Linked DNA regions of Mus musculus: regions 2 and 3 are each linked to region 1. The links are chromatin contacts, called in public Hi-C and promoter capture Hi-C maps. All regions are on one chromosome and are shown on one strand. The core of a region is the stretch at or near the end of the contact, and the rest is flanking DNA. Distances in the headings are between cores, read along the strand shown.

Evidence for each region. Promoter capture Hi-C pulls out the DNA fragments that hold promoters and counts their contacts. Hi-C and Micro-C count contacts between places; a contact is called where the count stands out from the background.
Region 2: a contact with region 1 is called in a Hi-C map of B cells, with 10 read pairs. The contact joins the promoter of Ehmt2 here to the promoter of H2-Eb2 in region 1.
Region 3: a promoter capture Hi-C map of stem cell-derived epiblast-like cells shows a contact between it and region 1, with 4 times the contacts expected there. The contact joins the promoter of D17H6S53E here to the promoter of H2-Eb2 in region 1. A contact is called at or near these places in 1 of 39 promoter capture datasets (stem cell-derived epiblast-like cells) and 1 of 9 other capture datasets (pancreatic islet).

Annotation. Positions count from the first base shown.
Region 1 is chr17:34,324,306-34,327,168 of GRCm38.p6, reverse strand. It overlaps H2-Eb2 (histocompatibility 2, class II antigen E beta2), which reads right to left and starts at 1,494. Exons shown (of 5, transcript NM_001033978.3): 1 at 1,378-1,494. The coding sequence starts at 1,477.
Region 2 is chr17:34,897,568-34,900,267 of GRCm38.p6, reverse strand. Ehmt2 (euchromatic histone lysine N-methyltransferase 2) reads right to left here and starts at 1,298. Exons shown (of 27, transcript NM_145830.3): 1 at 1,015-1,298; 2 at 702-908; 3 at 352-608. The coding sequence starts at 1,294.
Region 3 is chr17:35,125,081-35,127,891 of GRCm38.p6, reverse strand. It overlaps D17H6S53E (DNA segment, Chr 17, human D6S53E), which reads right to left and starts at 1,490. Exons shown (of 3, transcript NM_033477.2): 1 at 1,442-1,490; 2 at 1,107-1,249; 3 at 1-970. The coding sequence starts at 777. It overlaps Gm20522 (predicted gene 20522), which reads left to right and starts at 1,549. Exons shown (of 3, transcript NR_168268.1): 1 at 1,549-1,734; 2 at 2,577-2,659.

The DNA.
Region 1 (2,863 bases), core at 245-2,744:
ATTATGGTAATCACCAAAAACTTCACAGAGAAACTAAGACTCATTTACAACTGCACCTCAATAGCTGAGCAGTTAAATGATCTGCCTTCACCTTCTATGCTAATCTGGCCAACATGCCATGTCTCATGCATATTATTATTGATATGGCTCATTTGGCTTCAGGGGTGTTTCCATGGTCTTTCTCCAAATCTCTTCCTCATGGCTCCAAATCCTTCCTCTGATTGGCAGATGTCCCACCCTATTCTCTCTTCTGCCCAGCCATTGCATGATCAGTATTTATTGACAAGGCATAAAAGAAACGATAAGAATTATTTACACAAACATGAGAGAGGAGGTTCTTGGTATGACCATTACATGGCCATGTCTGGATTGAAACAAGATATGAGGGCAAAATATCAGCACTTGAATTAGACAAGGATGACCTTTACACAGTGCATGGAAAGGGCAGAGAGATGTAGTGAGGACCAACAAGCCCACACAGATAATTGAGACGAGAAGGTGAGCAATGGAACCTTCAAAGCTTGGGGAAGTCGCACAACACCAGACACTTTATTTCCTGACTGTCTTCTAACCCCAGGAGACATTAGCAGCCTTCACGCTGTCTGGCCCCAACCCCCAGGCTCTGGGTACTCAGTTTGAACCACATGTAACTGTTGATTCTGACATATTTTCTATATGAAAATAGAACTTCACATCTGAAACCAGGTGGATCCTCTCCTTCACCCTCAGGCAGAAATGCAGTTGATGCTTGAGACACAGTGCACTGTTTCAGAAGAACTGTTAAGTTTCAGGTACCAAGAGTATATTATCTGTATTCCTTGTCTAGGAGGCAGATTCAAATATTAAGTCCCAGGGTCCGCTCTAGGGTGCCATCAACAGCAGAGAGAGAACCCTGACTACTTCCCCTGACAGCATCCCAGCACGGGGATGGAGGTTTCAAAAACTCTGGGATTCAGGGAGACGAGATCAGGCCACAGATCCCAGTAAGGGCACAGCACAGTCTTTAGGACAGGGCCCCCCAACTCCCCTTAATTGCTCATGAAATCTTCAGGGAAATTTTCCAACTTAACATTTCAGACAGGTGCTATACAGGTCCTTATTTAAGTGCCCTGTCGTTTTCATGTAGGAAATGTGATGTCAGTGTTGACCGGACACATGAGGAGGGAAGGAATATGACCCATGTGTCAATTCCATTCATGGGTCTCAAAAGAACATCTAAGACACTTTTATATGGAAATAATATGAGATTCGTATGATTAAGAGAGGTGATCAAAGAAAAACTGAGAAGTTTTTTTAAAACCAATTGTAGACAAAATGAAGCTAGCCCCTTTGTTCCCAACCCCTAGCAACTCAGAACATGAGAGGTGGTGCACTTACGTCGTGGGTCCCTGACTAAAATCACCGGAGGGGTCAGCATCATCAGACTCAGGATCACAGCTGCCACACAGAGGCCTCTGGGGAGCCACAGAGACACCATGCTTGAGGAGAGGAGAGGTTGGTTGCTAGAGAGGCAGGCCAACCTGGCTGACTGGCAAGGGTGAGAGACTCCACCCACTGGTGCTGGGTTGGGCACCTTCAGTGCTGAAGAACCAATCAGCAGCCAAGAGCACCAGCAGCATCAGTTGCTGGTCAGAGGCGCAGAGTGAAGGTCTTTCTGAAATTTCCAGTTTCCTTTGTTAAGCAGACAGACTGCTTCAGCTCAGAGCCTAGAAGCTTTGATCAGTGTGGCTCTGCAGCAGTTGCATGGACGCTGTACTGAGCCACCAACTCTGATTGATGGCAGCCTTGACACCATCAGTCTGCCTCAGGCTAACTGAACCTGTGAGAGTCCAGTCCCAGTTGGGGTTCCTCCTATGACTTCCCCATCTGCTGAGGGAAATCCTCTAACATTTACTTGCCTTCTGCTTTATCCTAAGAAAGGTCATAAGAACTCTTTGCTAATGTGTGCATATAAGGTTAGAACGAAGACAATCACTGAACATAAAGTGTGAATTACAGTATAAAATACAATCATAGTATTTGTGAAATGTGAACCGTGTGCTGCATGATGATTACACATTATGTTAAGTAACGGTGACGACCTAGATCAAGAATGTGCTTTGAGTGACAGTTCAGAATAGGAACTCCAAGATTAATCCACTGTTCTGATGGTCCCTCTTTATCTATCTTGGTAGTTCTTGAAGTAGGATTTGCCACCCTGCAATAAATGTCACTACAATTCATTGAGTGAGTTTTTAGGTGCCCAAATCTGTACTCAGAGCTATTCCTGGTGCTATCTCTTAAAACTTTTGTTAAAAAGAAAACTTCATAGAATACACTTTGATTATGTTTTCCCTCAGTTCCTCCCGCCATTCCTCATCACCCAACTTTATGATATCTCTCTCTCTCTCTCTCTCTCTCTCTCTCTCTCTCTCTCTCTCTCTCTCTCTCTCTCTCTCTCTCTTTCTCTCTCTTTCTCTCTCTCTCTCTCTCTTTCTCTCTCTTTCTCTCTCTCTCTCCCTCTCTCCTCCCATCTCTGTGTACCAAATAAATCAGAACAGAAAACAAGTATTACACATATACAACCCCCTATTAAATGAAAATAAGAATAAAATAAAATAAAAATAAAAATGAATGTTGAACATTTTAAACTGTTTCTCTGATATATTTCACCTTTGAAAACACTCTGCTGAGATCTATTTTGTTTTCTTATTTTCCTGATGTTTTGGCTTTACCTTTTTAGCTCTTCATATATATTAGATACCCTCTATCATACATATAATTTGTAAAAATATTTTCCAATTCTCTAGGCTGCCACTTTCCCCATATGGTAGTGTCCTTTGCAGTATAGAATATTTTCATTTTCTTTTTTTAAAGATCTATT
Region 2 (2,700 bases), core at 49-2,548, 570 kb before region 1:
GGGAAGGCTGATCCTGCCCAGTCATTTGTGTAATTAGGACAATAACTATATAATTAATTCTACATCTGTCAGTCTCCTCTGCTGACCACCCCTCCCCAAAGAACACAAACTCCAGGAAGCCGACAATTACTCTGCTCACAGAGGCCCAGCCCAACAGCTGACACTTGGTAGCCTATTGGTAAATTCGAAAAAAAAAATCTGAATACAAGAGGTCTAAGGCTAAATCCCGGAAGAAGGAAAAAAAAAAAAAAAAAAACCCAAAAGAACAAACCACCAACAAAAACAAAACAAAACAAAAAATCCGACCCAGAGACTCCCCAAGTCTCTCCACCCCAACTTCCACACTCTCACCTGTCCGTTGCTAGGTTTGGACATGGTTTTCCGGGCTCGGTGCACTTTGGGCTGCCCCTCCTGGGCGGCAGTTGTTGCCGGAGAGGGTTCAGGCCCAGCAGTTGCAGCTCCCTGGGCCCCGGGCATGCTCAACAGCCTCATGGCCAAACTCTGGACCGAGGGGGGCGACTTTCCTGCCCCTGTCATTGACATTTTGGCCCGACTGGGACAGGCACCCCCCTTGCTGGGGGAAGAGGGGAACGACTTTGTGGCATGGCCTAGAAAAGAGGCAGGCAGAAAGGGGGTGCAGGGTGAGCAGGCATGCAGAAAGCCCCTCTGCGCCCCGTCTCCCTCACTCCCCAGTCTCTCACCCAGCACGATGCGACCCCCATCTCCCTCCAGGCTCTCGGGTTCGTCCCCGATGAGTGATGCGGCCCCGACAGGGGTGTCAGCCCCCTCATCGCCGACGGTGACAGTGACAGAGGCCGGAGAGGAGGGGCCGGCAGGCTCCAAGGAGTCGGGGTTGGCCTTGGGAAGGGTCTCCTCACTCTGAGGGGTGTCCCCCAAAGAGCTATGAACTGTCGGGAGGGGAAAAGAAAAAGTTCAGGGCTGAAAGCTCCCGGGATCCCGTGTTGGGGGTGGGGAGGGTGGAGGTCCGGTCGGGCCTGCTCCTGCTGCACTCACCTCTCTCGGCGGCTCCTCGGGGCTCCTTCTCCAGCAGCAGCGCCCCCATCTCAGCGGGGGCCTCCCCCTGGGAGGGGAGACAAGGAACCGGGGGGCCGGTCAGCCCGGCAGGCAGCTGGGGGGCCCAAGACGCCTGGGCCCTGGGCAGCGAGAGCAGGCTTCGGGGCCTACCTCGCCCTCGGTGGGCGCCCCCCCGACCGCGGCCGCGGCCGCCCGTGGGGGCCGCACGCCCCCGCCCCCGGGCCCGCATCAGCCCCCTCCCTCTCGGCAGACCCCGCATCTCTGGGGCCGGGAGCAGAGGAGGGGGAGGGGGCGGGGCCTCCGCGCCCCGGCCCCGCCCCCTCCTCCCGGCTGCACGCGCCGCTCCCCCTTTGTCCCCCAGGCCGCGGGGACCCCGGCCACCAACCCCTGCAACGCCCGCTGCGCCCCAGCCCGGCGGACGGCCCCTCGCGCCCCTCGCGCGGGCTCCCGGGGTCGCGGTGCCCACCGCCCACGCAGGGGCAGCGGGCGGCGGCACGTGCGACTCGGCGCCCACTCCCCCCACCTCCCACCCCCTGGTCCCCTCATCCGCCCCCGGTGTTGGCCCCCTGGTTTGCTGTAAGTTCGGCTCGGGCCCCCCGGCCCCGTTGCACCCCCGGAGCATTGCACGAGCGCGCGCTTCCCCCGGGCGCGCGCGCGGGCATGCACCCGCCTCTCCCCCTCCCCTTCCGCACCTCGGCGGCCGCCGCCGCAGCAGCTCCCGCCGCCGCCGCCATCGCCGCTTGCGCGGGGGGCCGAGCCGGCGCGCGGCCGCCCCGGGTCACGTGGACAAGGAGGGAGGGCGAGAAGACGCCTTAAAGGAGCCGCTGCGGGCCTCTTGGCCATTTTTGCCCCCCAGAATGGCCCTGGAGGTCCAGAACTGGGGCCTGTAGGGGAGAGGGCGTTCGCTCCTAGCCTGGGCTCCGCCGGGAGCAAGGGTGAGGCTCGACTGGGCTGTGGCTTCCCTGTCCCCGCCCGGTTTTGGGAACACGTGTAGCCTGAGCCTTTGCAGCTGCCGCGTGTGCCTTTCCCGTTCTGAGCCGCCAGATAGAAGGCTGGGACTATATCAGTTTTGAACTTTAGTGCACAAGAAGGGGCGACAGAGACTCACGGAAGACACCTTTACTTCTGGGTCAGTGTGCTTTTGGAAATCTGGGGGAAGTGTCTTCGGTTGCACTAGATATGTCAACTGAATGCAGCGGAGACCTCAATCTATTGACAGTAACTATTTCTGCCCAAATACTTCTCCATGGAGGGGGGGGGTCATGGTCCAGCAGACAGCTTAAGTATGATGGTAGACACAGCAAGTATACAACCCTGAACACTATCGAGGGCACCATCCCCCTCCAGGCATTAAGTCCTAGCCAAAGCTTGAAAATGCCTGTATGGTTGCTCACACAATATTGGACAGACAGGTACTTATGTTACTGGGCCCAAGGCCAATTCGGCATCTTATGGGAACTGTAGTCCTCTTTGGATTAAAAACTTTTCAGAGCTTTCTGGGAATTGTAGTCTTCTAGGTAATCAACTATAAGTTTAGCTGGTATTTCAACTTTCCTTAAAACTTGAGCAAAAATATGCAACAGATGCCCTTTTGCCATCTCTGTGGGTTCACTGGTCACCTGTGGCCCATGGCTTGCACTGCCACCAAACCCCGCATGGTTTATG
Region 3 (2,811 bases), core at 241-2,740, 800 kb before region 1:
GACAGCCAGCACCAGGGCCTGCAACAAGCCAAAGAGGCAGGCAAAATGCAGGGGGTGGGCAGTAAGTAAGCTCAGCACAGCGTGGAGCCCATGTAGGGCGGCCAGGAAACATAGCAGCCCATGAAGCCAGAGGCCCACAGGTCCTCGAAGGCCCAAAGCATCCAAGATGGCTCGGAGTGGCCTGGAGCACAGAGCCAGCAGGGCTGTGGCAAGCAGCTCCAGCAGGTGCAGGGTCAAGTTGGTAGAGATCTGCAGGTACTCCTCTGGGTCCTGCAGGTAATGTGAAGGAGCCCCTGGTTCCCCCCGTAACCAACGCAGCAGCTTCTGACGGCGACCAGGTTTCTCCAACAGGGCTTCTGGCCCAATGGTGCCTAGTCTCCCTTGAGCGGACACTCCAAGGTTCTTCACGCCACCTGAATCCACAGGATCCCAGTCTAGTTTGGGAATGGCCCCTCCAGACTCCAGTCTTGCAGGCTCTTGAATGGTAGAGGCAGTCTTGTCCCGCTTGAGGGAATCCATTCTTTTGCTCCCCAGTTGATCCACTTTGAGGTCCCTGCTAGACTCTGGAGCAGCCCCGGGGGGTCTCCGTGTTCCTGAATCCTTGGTCTTAAGGGGCCCCACATCTCCCATGGTCTCTGGAGCACTGTCCCAGTCACTCCCCGAATTCTCCGGGGAGCTGTCCACCCATCTGGGTTCTGGGGCAGGCAAATCAGCCTTTGTTGATTTCTTTCGACCCCAAGGTCGAGGTAGCCAGCCACCAAGCCGTCGAAGGAACATGACTGAGCTGTGCAATGCGCTTCCCAAATCTGTGACCACTTCCTGACTCTGCGTAAGATTCTCAGGATCTCCTCCGAAGCCAGAATCAGTTCCGGTTCAGAAGAGGTGTCTGCTTGGTGATATTGTCCTACTCTGAATTCAGAAAGGACTCACACAGCCCCAAGTGTGGTAAATGGCCTGCTTCCGTGTCAGTCTAAGGGAAAAGAAATCCATTTGCCACCCCACACACTAACAAGACTTCTAGAGCCCGATAAGGCCAGGGTCACCCCCACAATGTTCTGTGCTTTCAGATTTCCTTCCCAGCAGTCAGCACCCCAAGTTTCACTCACCAAGACCACATCCCAAGGTGCCCCAGAAAGGGGAGAGGTGGTGTTCCATTGAAGGAAAGAAGGTGGTGGCCCAGGGTCCTTCGGTCCTGAAACTGAGGAACCTTCAAATCGCTGCCCAAGGGAGCTCAAGGAACAGGAAGTCTCTGTTGAGAGGAAGACGGGATGGAAGTGTCTAGCGAACTCCAGTCAGTTAAGTGCATCCCTTAACTTAGGAAGCTATCATTCCAAAAAGTGGCCCTACTGTCCCGCGAGGGCGCAGCTGAGACGCGGCCTCCGCAAGGTCAGAACAGAGATGTCCTTGGAGATCGCAGACGCAAGACACAGTACAGGCCTACCTGGGGACCCAGGCGTCTGGGTGCTCGCGCAGCGAGTAGCTGTGGGGCCCAGCGTCCGGGGAGCGGCCTCCGGGAGCCGTGCGAGCCCGGAAGCAGCTGTACCGGGTCGGGAGGGACCAGCGGGGGCGGAGCTCCGCAACCCGTGAGGCGGACTCGACAGAGCGACCTCCTCCGAAGCCCCCGCGATTCACTAGCGCAGGCGTAGAGAGAGGACCACCTAAGACCAGACCCTGAGCACGAACCCGGGTTCGGCTGCTCACCTCCCAGACCTTCCCGCCGCTGACACTGGTTAGGTATTCTAGCCCTTAGTTTGGGATTTTTTTGTTTTGTTTTTCAATGTAACTTTAGCTATCTTGAATTAGCTCGGTAGACCAGACTGGCCTTGAACTCAAAAGAGATCTGCCCGCCTCTTGTCTCCTTGATTAAAGGCACGCTGCACCACTGCCCAGCTTTGTTTTTAAGGACAGGTCCCCTATATATGTAGCTTAGATCCATATATATATATATATATATATATATAGCTCAGGATATATATAGCTCAGGAAAGGCTTGGACATATGTTGCCCAGACTGCCTTTGAGTCGATCCTCTTGCCACTGCTTCCCTGTGTGACGATTCCAGCCTCTCTGTGGTTCTTTCTCACAACCCCCGCCATTCCTCCATTTCTCACCTGAGATATCTTGTAATGCTGGTCCAGAAAGGTAAATAACAGGAGCCACGTGATTTAAGCAGCCGCCCTTTGGCCTTCCAGACTGGGATTTGAAAGCTTTCATGTTCCTAGCACTCTGTATAAGCATCTCAAGGGATTGGGGGTGCCAAGTACGTAAGAGAAGTGTAGAAAAGCATATTGCCTGGTTTTCAGGGAGTGAAATGATCTCTTAGGACTGCCTTAAGCCTTGGAATCCTAACTCAGTAAGCAGGTATGAAGCCCTAGGTTAAGCCCCATGTAGCACTCCAGAACCAGTTTTAGCTGAGTTTGATGCCAGCCTGGTCTACACATAGTGAGAGACTGTGTCTCAAAAAACAAAAAGAAAAAAAGTTCATCTTGAACTTTTTATCTGGGAGGTCAGAGCTCTGGTCACAGCTAGAATGTCACACAGGTTGGATGACATTAGTTGTATTGGCCAATCCTGCAGGACTCTACTTCCTCTCTGGGGACTTTTAACTTCCCTACCACAAGGTATTACACTTCATCACAGCTGGCTTCCTCAAGTTCAAGGTTTGTATCAGGCAGAGCAGAGCAAAGTATCTTTGGCTTTTCTCCCAATGTCAGCAGCATCTTTTGGATGCATCTTGTCTTGGAGAGGGGCCCCACCCAGGGTCTTCCCAGTGTTAGGCAGGTGCTCTAACCAAGCTATGCCCGCCCCTCTC